Linked DNA regions of Mus musculus: all the other regions are linked to region 4. A link is a contact called in public HiChIP or PLAC-seq, Micro-C and promoter capture Hi-C data. All regions are on one chromosome and are shown on one strand. The core of a region is the stretch at or near the end of the contact, and the rest is flanking DNA. Distances in the headings are between cores, read along the strand shown.

Evidence for each region. Promoter capture Hi-C pulls out the DNA fragments that hold promoters and counts their contacts. Hi-C and Micro-C count contacts between places; a contact is called where the count stands out from the background. HiChIP or PLAC-seq counts read pairs in DNA pulled down with a chosen protein or histone mark.
Region 1: a contact with region 4 is called in a Micro-C map of embryonic stem cells, with 4 times the contacts expected there. The contact joins the promoter of Nlgn2 here to the promoter of Pfn1 in region 4. A contact is called at or near these places in 3 of 39 promoter capture datasets (the C10 cell line and liver), 2 of 484 Hi-C or Micro-C datasets (CD4 T cells and embryonic stem cells), 1 of 115 datasets of contacts at active chromatin or transcription factors (extraembryonic endoderm stem cells) and 1 of 9 other capture datasets (adipose tissue).
Region 2: a contact with region 4 is called in an H3K27ac HiChIP or PLAC-seq map of microglia, with 7 times the contacts expected there. The contact joins the promoter of Asgr2 here to the promoter of Pfn1 in region 4. A contact is called at or near these places in 1 of 39 promoter capture datasets (neural stem cells), 2 of 115 datasets of contacts at active chromatin or transcription factors (bone marrow-derived macrophages and microglia) and 1 of 9 other capture datasets (macrophages).
Region 3: a promoter capture Hi-C map of liver shows a contact between it and region 4, with 2.7 times the contacts expected there. The contact joins the enhancer-like site here to the promoter of Pfn1 in region 4. A contact is called at or near these places in 3 of 39 promoter capture datasets (hippocampal neurons and liver) and 3 of 115 datasets of contacts at active chromatin or transcription factors (embryonic forebrain, embryonic hindbrain and pancreatic cancer cells).

What each region holds. Positions count from the first base shown.
Region 1 is chr11:69,835,720-69,839,317 of GRCm38.p6, forward strand. It overlaps Nlgn2 (neuroligin 2), which reads right to left and starts at 2,065. Exons shown (of 8, transcript NM_001364137.1): 1 at 1,329-2,065. It overlaps Tmem256 (transmembrane protein 256), which reads left to right and starts at 2,806. Exons shown (of 4, transcript NM_026982.1): 1 at 2,806-2,930; 2 at 3,201-3,232; 3 at 3,469-3,549. The coding sequence starts at 2,846.
Region 2 is chr11:70,090,997-70,094,401 of GRCm38.p6, forward strand. It overlaps Asgr2 (asialoglycoprotein receptor 2), which reads left to right and starts at 1,648. Exons shown (of 9, transcript NM_007493.3): 1 at 1,648-1,794; 2 at 2,060-2,197. The coding sequence starts at 2,074. It overlaps Gm32946 (a long non-coding RNA gene), which reads left to right. Exons shown (of 4, transcript XR_879978.1): 4 at 1-269.
Region 3 is chr11:70,073,177-70,076,573 of GRCm38.p6, forward strand. No RefSeq gene overlaps it. Among named protein-coding and RNA genes, the nearest start is that of Gm32946, 2.8 kb to the right of the region's middle. Within about 2 kb of position 1,680, at least 39 of the 459 cell types and tissues checked have an H3K27ac peak or open chromatin away from gene starts, as enhancers often do. A contact at or near this core is called in liver and pancreatic cancer cells, where this site is marked.
Region 4 is chr11:70,653,351-70,656,792 of GRCm38.p6, forward strand. Pfn1 (profilin 1) reads right to left here and starts at 1,300. Exons shown (of 3, transcript NM_011072.4): 1 at 999-1,300. The coding sequence starts at 1,130. It also overlaps a transcript of Eno3 not described here.

The DNA of each region.
Region 1 (3,598 bases), core at 815-3,314, 820 kb before region 4:
TGGCAGATGGGGAGGGGGGATAAGAGAAGCAGTACTGAGGTTGGCTTCTCAAATAAGCTTACTGACACCCCCCCACCTAATCTGGAAGAGCCTTGGACCCTGGCTGAGGTCTTCTTTGCACAGCATTTTGACCTATGTCCTGAGGCAAACCTCAGATATCTTCTCACCCCAGGAGCACCCCCTCCCCTTCCCAGTCCCCCTCCCCCTTGCCAGTCCCCAGTATTACTGCTGCCCTGGTACCCAGGCAGCAGGAACAGGACCAGTAAAAAGGTAGGCAGGGCAGACACCCAGGTCATTTCAGTAAGCCCCCCCTTGGCACCCCCCCCTTCAGGACTGTTTGCTGACGCTGGGCTTTTCAGAGCCAGGCGCCAGCCCGCGGGTGGCTCTCTGCAGGTGTCAATTTATTCCAGAGATGAGGACACAGGAGTCCTCACCACTCACACCCAGTCATGCCCTCCCCTTTTCAGGTCCTTTTAGGCTCCTGTTCTCCCATCAGCTGAAGGGGGGGTTGTAGTTGACCCCCCCCCAATCTCTTTTTCCTATGCCAGGCTGGGCCTTGCTATCTCTTCCCTCTTCTCCCATCATGTCCTGCCTCAGTCACCCCTTTCCCTTAAGGTACTTTGGGCCCCTTGCCTCCTCTCCTCTAACTAGCTTTTCTCTCTTCCCCTCCCACTAGAGCCCCCCCCCCCCCATCTTTCTCCTCCGAACAGGGTCCCTTGGAGCATCTTTCCTTGGCCTTAACTGGCTTGCTCCAGCTCTTGCCTTCAGTCTCTCACCCCTCAGTCTTTTCTCATTTCTGTCTCCTTGGTGTTTCTCATCGCTCTCTCCTCCAAATACCTTCTCTGATTTTCTCCCTCAAGTGCTCTCTCTCTCTCTCCTTTTTTCTATTACTCTCTCCCCCATTTTCTCTCTTCATCTCTGTCTGCCACATCTTGCTCCCCCCTCCTCCCGATCCCTCTGCCTTGCTCTTCCATTCCAGCCCAGGCCCGACTCCCCCAACCGGGGAGAGTTGAGGGACGGGGGCTCAGGCCGCAGCCCCCCCCCCTTCCTGCAGTGGGGAAAATGGCTTGGCCGGGAAGGGGAGAAGGAGGGGGAGGGGGAGATGGGAACACACGGGGTCTGTGGGCCCATTCAAAGGATCATTCATGGACTGGAGAGAGGCAGAGACAAAGAGACCAAGACGCAGAGACACGGCGAGAGCATCCTTAGGCGGAGACACGCAGACAGAGCAGGCTGAGGGAAACCAGGCGCAGGGAGGAATATGGGAAGAGGAAGACCCCAATGGACCGCCGCGCAGCCCCCTCCACCCAGCATGGCTTAGCTCCTACCTGGATCAGCCCTGGGGCCGTGGTGCCTCCATCCAGGGCTCCGAGCGGGGGGCGGACGGGTTTCAGAAGGGGGGCGGCGGCCTCTGAGCCCCCGCGGCCCCGCAGGCCCAGCCCCCGCCTGCAGCGCCTCACCCGGCGGGGGAGGGGGATCGCCCCAGCCCCGGGGGGCGGGGCCGGAATCCAGTCGATCCCCAGGAAAAGGAAAGCTAGGGTATAGGGTCAGAGAGAGCTCAAGAACAGGGAACCCCGCAGTGGGAAAGGCTGAGCCAGGAGGGAGCAATGGGACAGGACTAGATTGGAGATCCACTGGTTCTCTGGGATGGCTTCGAGGGACCAGGAGGCGGTTCAGGCGACAGATCCTAAGGGATCGGGTGCTGGAGGAGGAGTCCACGGCAATCCCTAGGGGCCCGGAGCCCCGGAGCGCAGAATCCGCGGTGCAGGGGCAGGGATCCAGCCGGAATCCTCGGGGAGGGGGAGGGATCTAGTCGATCCCGAGGGCGGGCGGGAGGGAGATCCGGGGAGTCAGAAGAGGGCGGGGGCCGAGTCCCGAGCCTCGAGGCAGAGGTCGGTGCGGCTCCTAGGAAGGAAGGCAAGGGCTAGGGGAGGCTTTGGGAAATGCTCAGTAGCCAGGAGGCCCGGACTCCTGGCTCTGCGCGCCAGGGCCCGCCCGCCCCGCGTCCATCCCAGCTCGAGAGTGATGATCCGCCGGCGGAGCAGCCGCAGCAGCCCCGCGCGTCACCGCGCGGCCGCCTCCCCCGCCCCCTGCCGAGAGAGCGGCGCACACCCCTCGCTTGCACCCGCCTGCCCACCCGCCCTCTGGAGTGTGGGGGGGGATTGAAGACAGTGAAAGGGGTGGGAGTGGACAGACGGACGGATGGACGTAGCGAACTAGAGCAGGGTGAAGACATCTCTCCCCCCGCCCCCCCGGATCTCCCACCCTCTGGGCTCTCCGGGTCTAGCAAGGGGGAGAACAGCTGAACTATAGAGGGCAGGGCATCACACGAAGAAGGCGGGGCCTCTAGGCACAGAGGCGGAGCCATCGTGGGATGGGAGGGGTTTGATGGCAATAGGTGGAGCTTAGAAATCCGTGGGGCCGCCCCTTTTGAGGAGTGGGTCTGGTTTGAAGCAGAACAGGAGGAGCCTGTAGAAAAAGGGGTGGAACTTTGTGGGGGACCGATATCTTTGCAAATTAGCTGGAGGTGTGGGGTTGGGGTGTCGAAGAGGCGATCAACTTGGAAAGTGGGCCAATCCGTGACGCAAATCCTCTAGTCCCACCCTCAACCCCGCCTCCCACTGCTCCGCTCCTCCGCTCCTAATTGGTTCTAGTTTCTCCGCCCGCCAGACATCTTCTCCATTCAACAGAAGTTTTACAAAGGCGTCTGTAAGGGAACCGGGGCTCTGAAATGAACATAGCCCTGATTGGGCATTTTTGGACCTTATTTGCATGGGCAATCGGGATTGGCTGGCTTGTTGGGTGGTCAGGGCGGTGTTGGTTCCGCGCGTGACCACCCACAGCTATGGCCGGGGTAGGGGCTGCTTTCCGCCGCCTAGGTGCCTTGTCCGGAGCTGGGGCCTTGGGTTTGGCCTCCTACGGGGCACACGGTCAGGGGACGTGGGATGCAGCTGGGCTGGGGGCAATCTTTGGGATCTGGTGCGGGGAGGGACCTATAGGAAGTGTCTTGTCTTTTATGGAATAGAGATCCCTTGGAACCCCGAACCTTCAAGTTTGTCTTTAGGTCCAAAAGCGTCTCAGTACTACATCTGTTTCCACCAGTCAGAAGCTTCCAGGGATGCAGTGTCTACTTAGGTGCCCCTGGGGTTTGAGAGGGTCTAAGCCAATACAGTTCTGATTGGTTTTGCATCTCTCTACAGGCGCTCAGTTTCCGGATGCCTACGGGAAGGAGGTGAAGTAACAGTTCTGGGACTCCTGGACTTGGCGCGATGTTTGGGTGTCCTTAAACTGGGAGGGGGTGGGGAGATGAATGGGAAGGCAGTCAAGTGTAGGTCTCTACTGCAAGGACTGCAGGCCTGTGGCTTGAAGACCTGGGGGAGCAGCAAACTGAGCCGTCAGAGGTGACAGTGTTAATGGACTTCGGTCCTATGTTGCTTAGAAAATCTCTCTCTTCTCTTTTTCTTACAGCTCTTTGACAAGGCCAACAAACACCACTTTTTGCACAGCCTGGCCCTGTTAGGGGTACCCTCTTGCAGAAAACCTGTCTGGGTAACCAATTCCCTTGCCTAATTTAAATCAAACCTCATTTACTCCCTCA
Region 2 (3,405 bases), core at 398-2,897, 560 kb before region 4:
AGTACAGTATCAGCTACCTGTTCCAAGTCACCTAATCTCCTTTCTGCCAGAGGCAAATGTATTGACTTCATAGGGTGATGTGCTGTGAGGGTTAAATGAGAAAACCTTATTTATATAGATAATGTGTGTGTGTGCATGCGTGTGTGTGTGTGTGTGTGTGCGTGCACGCGTGAGCACTCATGGGCATACATTTGTGCAGAGTATGTGCATCAGTGCCAGTGTGTGTGGAGGCAGGAGGTTGATTTTTAGTATTTTTCTCTATTACTCTCTACTTTCTTTTTCTTTCTTTCTTTCTTTCTTTCTTTCTTTCTTTCTTTCTTTCTTTCTTCCTTCCTTCCTTCCTTCCTTTTTTTTTTTTTTTTTTTGGCAGAGTCTCTCTGAACCCAGTTTATTGTTTGGCCACACTGGTCCCACGGATCTGCCCTTCTCTGTCCCTTCTGCAGTGTGCTGGCAATATAGGTGTGTGCTGCTGTGCCTGGTTCATATACAGGAGCTGGGTTACAAACGCAAGACCTCATGCTTGTGAAAGAGCCCTTTACCCACCGAGTCATCTTCCCAGCCTTTGTAGATCCTGTGTAGCACTCGCAGGGCATGAAGAGGGGTGTTTGTGTCCCTGGACTGAGTGTGGTGCTGGGGTTATGACTTCCATATTTTGAAGAACTTCTGCACTGAAGTGTGGAGGTAGAGAGCCACAGCTGAGCAATGTTCAGAGAGTGACAGGCTTGGAGTGCTCCCTTGGTCCTAAGTGGGATCTCTTCATCAGACCCCTCCCCATTAAAAGGAGGGAGTGGACTATGGGTCCCAGTCCTAACCAAGAAACTATTTGTGGTTCAAATCCATTGGCAAAAGAAAATCAGTTTTCTACAATGGAGCATCATGGGGTATACCCACCATACTCCAGGACCAGGAGTAATTTGTCAACTCAAAAGAAACGTCATTGTGGTGTTTGTTATTGTTGTTGTTTTTATGGGTTTTTTTTTTTTTTGGTCTTATTGGTCTTTGGCTTGTTTGTTTTGATAGTCTTTCTTTCTTTGGAGAGAACATAAAGCGGTGTGTGTGTGGGTTGGGGGATGAGGAGGGTCTGGGGGAGGACTGAAGGAGTGTGACTGAGTGGGGCTGGAGTGCGCTGGAGTGCGGGAGCCTGGTGCTGAGCGTATAGGAAGCTGTGGCTGTGGCTGGTTGCCAGGGTCACAGGCTCAGATTGGGCAAGAACAGGGAACTGATCTCTAGGTCACTCTACTCCTGGTCAGAGATATTTGAAGAAATCAACAGTTCTGGAAAATAAAAGAGGCAGGAACTGAAACAGGGGAGGGAGGGAGGGATAGAGAGGAAACAGCAGACTGGATCCTGGCCCCTCCACACCTGCACCCCTGCTCCCCTTCTGACATTGTGCAATGAAGGGAGAGATGATGTGTGTTTGTGTGTGTGTGTGTGCGCGCGCATGTGTGCACATGTGCACGTGTGTACATACAAGGATACCGCACATACAAGGAGACCTCCTGTCTCCCTTCTCTGGTTATGAGAACAGAAACATGTCCCCCACCCCCACTGCTCACTGCCTGAGTTCCAACTGCGTTTCTGTTTCTATTTACTGTCCAAAGTCCCAGGGGCAGGAGGTGACTGGTTAGATGGACATTCAGGCACAGGGACCCAGCTCTTGCCTAGATTGGCCCCTCCTCCCTCTCACCTAGCTCCACTAGCACCACCTGTCCCGTCTCCCAGGTTTAGCCCCTCTTTCTCTTTGGGCTCAGGCTGTCTCCGAAAGCCAGAGTCAGCTCTCTATACCTTTAACAGGTAACTGAGGTAGTGGGAGGCAGGTGGTACTGGGTTCAGGGACTCTGGGTGGAGGGATGAGAGCATATAGTCTGGTCCATGAGAATATGGAAGGAAGGCTGCAGAGCCAGGTCACCTCTTGGGAAGGAAGGAGCCTGCAGTATTTCAAGTCTTTCCCTGTCAGCTACCCACGTCCCCTCGGTCCTTCCACAGGGATTCCAGTCTTAGCACAAACCCAAGTTCCATCTCTAAGGAAATCTCAGCTCAGTCTCAGATCTGTCTCCAGCCCTTAGGGCCATCATGGAGAAGGACTGTCAAGACATCCAGCAGCTGGACTCTGAGGAGAATGACCATCAGCTCAGTGGCGATGATGAACATGGCTCTCATGTGCAGGATCCTAGGATAGAAAATCCACACTGGAAAGGCAAGTGTCCAGTTTCTGGGGCCTCTCTGGGATCCTTGCCTCAGCTGCCAGTTCCTCTCTCTTTTTCTGTGAGGACTCTCTCATCCTGACTCAGTGACCAGTGTGCTCCCGAGTCTGTCCTACTCAGGGTTATTACTGCTGCGATGAGCAAAGTGACTTGAAGAGGAAAGGGCTTATTTGCCTTATGCTTCGTCATCATCGAAGTTCATCATCAAAGGGATCCAGGACAGGAACTCACACAGGGCAGGATCCTGGGGGCAGGAGCTGATACAGAGGTTATGGAGGGGTGCTGCTTACTGGCTTGCTCCTCATAGCTGGCTCAGCCTGTTTTATTATAGAACCCAGGACCACTAGCCCAGAGAGAGCACCACCCACAATGGGCTGGGCCTTTCCCCACTAATCACCTCATAAGAAAATGCCCTACAGGCTTGGTTACAGCCAAATACTATGGAGGCATTTCCTAACTTGAGGCCTCCTCCTCTCTGATGACACTAGCTTGTGTCAAGTTGACATAAAACTAGCCAACACAGTGACCTACATGTGAGCTGCTGATACCTCTGAGTGCAGGGTCCCAAGAAAAGTGTGTATGCTTAGAAGTGAGGGGGTATCTGAGAGGATGAGCCTCCCCCGAGACTGCACTGTGCATGTGTATATATGCGTGTACATGTGTGCATGTGCGTGCATGTATGTACATGTCTGTATCTAGGATGAATGCAGAGCCACAGACTGTGTTAAGGCGATGAGCTGAGTGTGTGAATGAGCACAGAGATCCTGGGTGATTTCCATTTGTATCCTGCCTGAATCTTCTTGCACATTTTGAACACAGGCCCCACATAATTGCAAAAAGGTTTTAGGGTAAGAGAGATCCTGCCCTGGGCAGGCTACCCAGTGTGTTCCAGATGATGTAGTTTCATCTCAGAAGAAACTTGGGACTTCTTTTGTTGTTATTTTAAGACAGGGTTTCTCACTTTGTAGCTCAGGCTTCCTGGAACTCACCCTATAGCCTTGGAATCTCAAGTAGCCTCCCTATTTTAGCCTCAGGAGTGTTGGGATCACAGCTGCGCGTTACCACGCCCAGGCAACGTGGGACTTACATCTCTGTCACATTGCTAATGTTTTACCTGTGTGTGGTCCAGTCACAGCATCTGTGTCAGCATCCTGCCTGTGCTAGCATCAGTGTCACTTCTGAGTCCTGTTCGAAAGATCCT
Region 3 (3,397 bases), core at 430-2,929, 580 kb before region 4:
ATCATTCTAGCCCTGGAGGCTGAGGCTGAGGCTGAGGCTGAGGCTGAGGCTGAGGCTGAGGCTGAGGCTGTGGCTGAGGTAGGACTGAGGAGTTCTAGACAACCTGGGCCATACAGGGATACCTTGCCCAAACAAAGAAACAAATGAACAAAAGCAAAACAAAATAAACCCCACAGGGTTTCTCTGTCCTGACTGGCTTCAAACTCACAACATCTACCTGCCTCTGGCTCACTAGTGCTGGGATTAAAGGCATGCATTACAAAACCTGGCTGGGATTTTGATTTCTTTGTTGAAGTTGTTGCTTGTCTAGAGAAGTGTGTTTAGTCATCAGCTCTGTACACGGGCCTATGAGGCAGGACAGCCTCAGACCAGCTTTTGTCAGAATAAGGACCTTTTGCCAGGTTACCTGCTGACTTCATCTAGGGAGGATATTAAATGTCAGTTTGGCTACACACACACACACACACACACACACACACACACACACACACACACACAAGCTTAATTTCCTGAAACCCAGCACCGCGTTTTATCTTTAAAAGCTAAGAACAAAAGCTATTGCTAGCAGGAGTTACAGGCAGGCTTGGTGGGTGAGATAGACCCCCACCTCCACCCTCTAGGGCGGATGGGATGCTGGAATCCGGTGGAAGCATGGATCACATTTAGCCAGACTCCCAGTCCAGGGACCACTGGGTTTACAGCAGGCTCCTGTAGCCTCCCAGACACCTCACTCCCACTCCCAATCCCCTTCGTGCCTGCCAGGCTGCGGCTGCAGACGAACTTTCACTACACTTTACTGGGCTTTGCAGGCAGGCAAGGAGCAGGATGAAAAGACTGAATGATTTTGGTGCTGGGATCCTTCCTCTCCATCCGCAGCAATGGACCCCATCTCCCCACAAAGGACAGGAGCGCAGTCTCAGCTGGTGGTTCTCAAATATGCTCTTTGGCCAATCAGAGCACCGCAAAGTCTGTTGCAGGCTGCGTCAAAAACATGCATGCCAGAAGCTTCATCTTCTACTAGGTTGAAGAGATGCTTGTAGCAGACTTGAGTGTTGAGGATCCACAGAGGCAGTTGGTTAAAGGAGCTGGCTGAGAAGATACACCTGGGGTGAGACGCTGAGAGAAACTACTGCAGGAGATTCTACTACCCACTCAGTGCGTGGCAGTGATGCCCGGGGAGTGGGATTTTGTTCTGCGTGGGAAGACCCCACCCCGGAGCAGAGCTCTGGGTAGGTGCTCTTGTTTACCTCCAACCCTGCAGTTCTCACTCAACGGCAAGAAAGGATGTGAACTGTTAGAGATAGGTAAGACCCAAGACGGCCGGCCTTTGGCCAGTGAACTTAGAACACAGTCGTCCTGGCTCTGGATCTGGTTCAGCATATCTGGATTGGAACCAGAAAACTGGTATCTTCTGAGGCCACGCCTCCTTGACCTCACCGCAAGCAGTTTTCCCTGGTCACTCTAAGAGTGACCACTATTGAAAGGAGCTGGGGGTGGGGTGTGTGTGTGTGTGTGTAAGTGGTCAACTTAGTCTTAGGAGTTTAATTATGGATTTTTAAAAAGAAGCTGTAAGAACTAACGGTCTAACATTTCACTTTAGTATTTAGGAAAGAGGCATAAATAGTATTGCGAAATGTTGCTTAAGGGCACCTGAAACTGGAGCTGTACCACACGGTGGCGCTGCTATCCTGAGTGTAGGCTGGGCCACTTCCTAATCTCCATGTGGCTAACAGTCTCCCCGCCGCTGGTATTCCTGACTTATTACTTACTAAGACCTATTTTCCATCTTGGCTGTCCCGGACCCAGACCTGCCGTGCTCCTGGGCCACGATCCCCAACTCTTACGTGATGGTTATGCTCTTTCTTCTGCACCTCTTAGGCCTTGTCTTTGCTCCTTTCCCAGAGTGATGGCTCTCTCCCTCCTCCCTCGGTCCCTTGCCTGGGAATTCTAAAGTCCTCCTTCTGTCTCCCTGCCCAGCCAGTGGCCACCGGCAACTTTATTTACCAATCAAAACCAATTGGGGGCAGGGTCCCTCACTATCTTATGTGCAGATTCCCATGTAATTTTGGGCACCCAATAAACACAATACAAGAGTTAGACCAAATCCACAACACTACCCAGCTGCAAACCTGTGACCCACAACAGTTGGCACATGGGTGAGATATATATAAAAATGCAATAAGTGGCATTTGCATGTTGGTGGAGTTGACATTCACTCGACAGAGGGCAACCATGCCTCGTACTGGAACTAGCTTCCCGGAACTAGCAAGGTCATAGAGCTGAGAAGAGAACGTATTACTACCACCATTGTTTTTATTTTTCAGAGACTACTTTTAATATGGGTTCTTAAACACTTTATCCTCCCTTCTAGGCTACCGCCCAGCAGAGGCAGTGGGAAAGAGAGGTTATTAGGATACGGGGAAGTCAACCTGTTTAGAAAATCAACAGTCCAGTTCACAGGTCAACATCGGCAGCTAGATACACTCGAAAACACTTCACAGATATACAGTCAGTCAGTTCAGGAGTGTTGGAATAGCAAACACAAATCAGCAGCTGTGGCATGACCTAGCAGATATAGCCAGGCCTCCGCTGACTCAGCATGAGTCAGCAGGGACACCAGGAGTTCTTTGCTGTGTCTCTCTCAACAAAGTGAAGATCTGTGAAGATACTACAAGCATTGCAAAGCTAGCTGTGCAAGCCCCCATCACTCTCCGTCGAGTCCTATTTATACTCTCTCCAAACATCATGTGTCCTCCATGGATCTTGCCTCATCACATGTCTTGCCTCAGCATGTGAGTCTGTCTTAACAAAACTCCACGTGAGTCTGGACCGGCTGACATCACTCTGCCAATCGACCCGAGTCCGGGGAAGTGGCAAGAAGCCGCCAGCACACCACCAGAGGTTTTTGGTGTGTTTCTCTCTATGGATTCATGGCAAGCAGAGCTCATCATTGCCATGTAAGGTGAACCAATACATGCCTGTCATTAGTGAAGCATCCTTCATCACGCATCCTTTCATGTGCAAAGGATGAAAAACATCCTTTCCCCTGTGTCTGCTTCAGAAAAACAGTCCTTCATGTGTTTGCCTCAGCAAAACAACAACCAACACAACTGACTTTCCAAAGAAACTGTAAGTTTCCACTTCATACCACTTTGCTAGACAAGCATAACTTCTTCCATCATTCTAAATCTTATCCTGTAGGTATCACACCTGTCAAAGGAGCCTCTCCTGGCAGCGAATGGAGACCACCACAGAAGACCACAACTGGACACAATGCAGAGACCAATAGATTGTAGGAGGCCCAGCCATGATGGAATATATCTACATCACAGCTCCTGCACCTATCTATGGCTTAGGGAACATTGTGGAAAAGGGGGCAAAGGGTTGTAAGATGCAG
Region 4 (3,442 bases), core at 50-2,549:
AGGTTCTGCAGGCGTTGTTAGGAGCCCGGACGCCTGGGTCTCCGGGTAACCTGGAGTTTGGGTCCAGGTAGCTATGCCCCAAGATAAGGAAGCTGACCCCGGGGGCTCTCTAATTAAGTTCAAAAAGTTTATTAGGGCAGGAGACTAGTCTGTGTGTGAGTCTAGACATCCCAGAGAACCTTTCTCCTTCTCCCCCTTAAACCCCCAAACCCCTATATCCGGTACCCTCCCGCCCGGAAATCCCCTCCCCCCATTCGAACTTCCGCTCCCCCTCCCCACTTCCGGGCAGTGTGGTCAGGGAAGGTGGTGGTAGGGACAGCAGCAACCTTATTCCTTCACTTTTACCGTCTCAGAACTTCTCACAAAGTTCCCCTACGCCGGGCCCGGGCGGATGGCGGGAAGGGAGGGCGAGGGGACTTCCGGAATCGGCCTCCCAGGAATGTTGAGGCTAACGTGCCGACTTGGGGGGTGTGTGTGTGTGTGGCGGCCTCGCCCTCTCTAACGGAGCTGGGAGGGGCAGGGTGGCTACCGAGGTCCGGCCCGGGCCCAAGGCCACGCGCCTGGCGCTCCCATCAGCGTCAGGGGGAACAATGGTGGAGGGAGAGCGAGCATTCGGCCCGAAGGGGAGTCCAGGCTCCGGAGCCCCTTATCAATCATAATCCCGGGCTAAAACTGCAGCGCGTGCCCGCCCCGCCCTGGAGGAGGCGGAAGTGGGCCGCCGCACCGGCCGCCGCGCCCCTCCCCGCCCTGGGCCCCGGATGTAACGCCCGGTCGCAGAAAGCGGGGCGGCGGGCGAGATGGGCGCCGCCGCCGAGGGGCGTAGAGCCCGGGGAACCACAGAGGGAGCCAGTCTCACGCAGCCGCCATTCGCCCCGCCGATGGGAGAGGACCGGATCACGGCCTCCCGCTGCCCTCGCTCGCCTGCGCCCGCCCCCACCCCAGTCCCCCAGAGGGTCTAAGGCCGGTCACTGCTCGGGACCGCACGAGCCTCGCAGTACCGTAATGCTAACGAAGGTCTTCCCGGGGACGGCGGCCCAGACGGAGGGCGAGTCCTTGTAGCCTACGATGGCCGCGTCCTGACAGGTCCCGTCCGCCATAAGGCTGTCGATGTAGGCGTTCCACCCGGCCATGGCGCTGCTGCTGGGGCTGCTCTGCGGGCTGTTGCTGGGATCGCGGGCTCGGGCTCGGGCTGGCGGGCGGGGGAAGGCAGAGAGCTCGGGGCACGCGCTGCCGTCCGGAACGCGGCTCTGTTAGCTGTGCAGCAGCCCTCGCACCGCCACTTCCTGCTCCTCCCCCCCCCCTCTAGATTTTTATTTGCAAAGGGCGGCGGGGCGGGGCCTGCGCCCCATTCCCTCCCTCCATCCTCCCCCCCCCCCCGCCGGGCCAGATAGCGAACTTTTGCAAATGCAATTTTTAAAAAACCCTCCCCCCACTTTGCAAAATTTGCCGAGTTCGATGGAAAGCCACGCCAAAGGCTATATAGAGTGGTGGTGGCAGGAGAGGTTAAGGTTAGGGCTCGCTCCGATTCATCCTGAATACCACTTGGCTATAGAAGGAGGAAGCCAGAGGAAGCAGGGAAAGAAAAAGAAAAAAAAAAAAAAAAGAAAATTAGTAAGGTTGAGCAAGTTGAAGTGGGTTCGGGGAACCCAGGGTTAAACCGAATCATTCCTCCACCCCCCAACCCCCACCTCCGCGGGAGGGAAGGAACGGCGGGCGGCGGCGCGTGCGCCCGCGCCTGCGCCGGGGCAGTGAGAAGCCAGCGCGTGGGGCGGTTGGGGCTAGCGGCTTGGCTGCGTGAGCGCGCGCCTGGCGGGACACATTTGGACCATCCGAGGAGGGAAGACGCGTCCCCAGCAGTCGGGACGGGCAGACGCCCCGGGTTGGGCCCTGCTGCCTTCTCCACATTTATCTAAACGATAAGGGAGCAAAAGTGAAATCGATATAATACTCTAGTCATTTTCAGTACTAAAGGTCTCTCCAACCAGGGCACCTGTCCCAACCGTCTGCCATGTACAGCGCACACGTTGGGTTCATTCGAGCGCGTCCCTAGATTCCCGAGGAATCATTCCCTTCGCTGGATCCGCTCCAGCTCAGCCTCGCCCCATGCCTGAACCCTGTCTACAGAGGTCACTGAATAGGGGCGCCACCCGGGTGACACGACGGGACTCATTTTTCAAGGCGGAAGAATACTAAAGTACCAAGGATGACAACTTTTATAAGAAGAGGAAAGTCCCCTCTACTTTGGACGCACTGGGGCTTTCTTCTTTTCCAGAAAAACTTTTGCTAAGTATTTATGTGCGGTCAGCTCACTCGCCGCCGAGCAGGTCTAGGGGCGAATGGCAGGCCACTGAGGCTGGAGGGAGTAAAGGAGTCACCCGGGACCCTGGCCTCCGAGGGGCTCGGCCGCTTCCGGTCCCTCGGAGGAGGGGCGCCAGGGTGTGCAGCCTCTCCCAGTGGAAGTACTTGGTTCGCTGCCTTTTGGAGCCGGGTTGGGTTCCCTGACGTTCATCCCCAAATTCTGGCTCCCCACGCCCCCCAGCCGAGGTTCTTCGACAGCCGCGTGGCTGAGTCACGGGCGGGGCCGCGCTGGGGCACGTGGCGGCCTGCGCCCGCCATCCCTTGACCTCTGATCTGCGCGCCTCCTGCCCGGGGGTGGAAAAATCCCGCAGGGAGCGGCAGGAGATAAGAGAGGAGGGGCGGGACAGGGACGCCACGACAGGTGGGGACCCTAGGGTGGAGGCAAGGAGGGCGACCCCGTGGGGAGGGCCGACGGGGAGGAGCGCTCGAGAGCCGGCCGCCGCGTGAGTCACCAGCTCCAGCGCCGGCGAGTGAAAAGATGAGGCGCCCTGGGAAACCAGCCGGCCCGCCAGGCTCCCACAAAACGCGGAGCAGACCCCACACTAGCCCTAGACCCCTAGACCTGCTAAGGCGGAGAGAGTTACCGAGTGCAGAGATTCACTTCCTGCGGTGCTGCAAATGGATGGACAGAGTGGCCACAGGCGTCCAAGAGCTTACAAAGGGTCATCCCCTTTTCACGTCCATTCATGGTTTTGTTTTGTTTTTTCCATTCGTGATATAACACCATTCTTTGATAGGCAAGGATTGAGCGCTGAAGCGCCCACAGTCGGTGGGGAAAAGGGCTCCTGACCACTTAGGCTTCACGCAGGAACATAAATGCTGTCCCAGCAGTATCTTTCGGGCGCCAGGCCAGCGCTCAGTGCTGGTCTATATTCGTCTCCTGGCCTCTCATCGCTCATCACTGGCCAAGAGAGGATAGGGTGGAGTGGTGCCGGAATGGCTGTTCTGAGGACCCTGAGAGGTGAAAGCGCAGGCCTTCTTTGGTCGAGGGGTGTCGACTTTAGACCACAGAGCTTGCTCAGCATCACTGATGCCTTCCCCCAACTGTGTGGCCTGCACCGCCTGCCTCCGAGTGAGTGGAGCA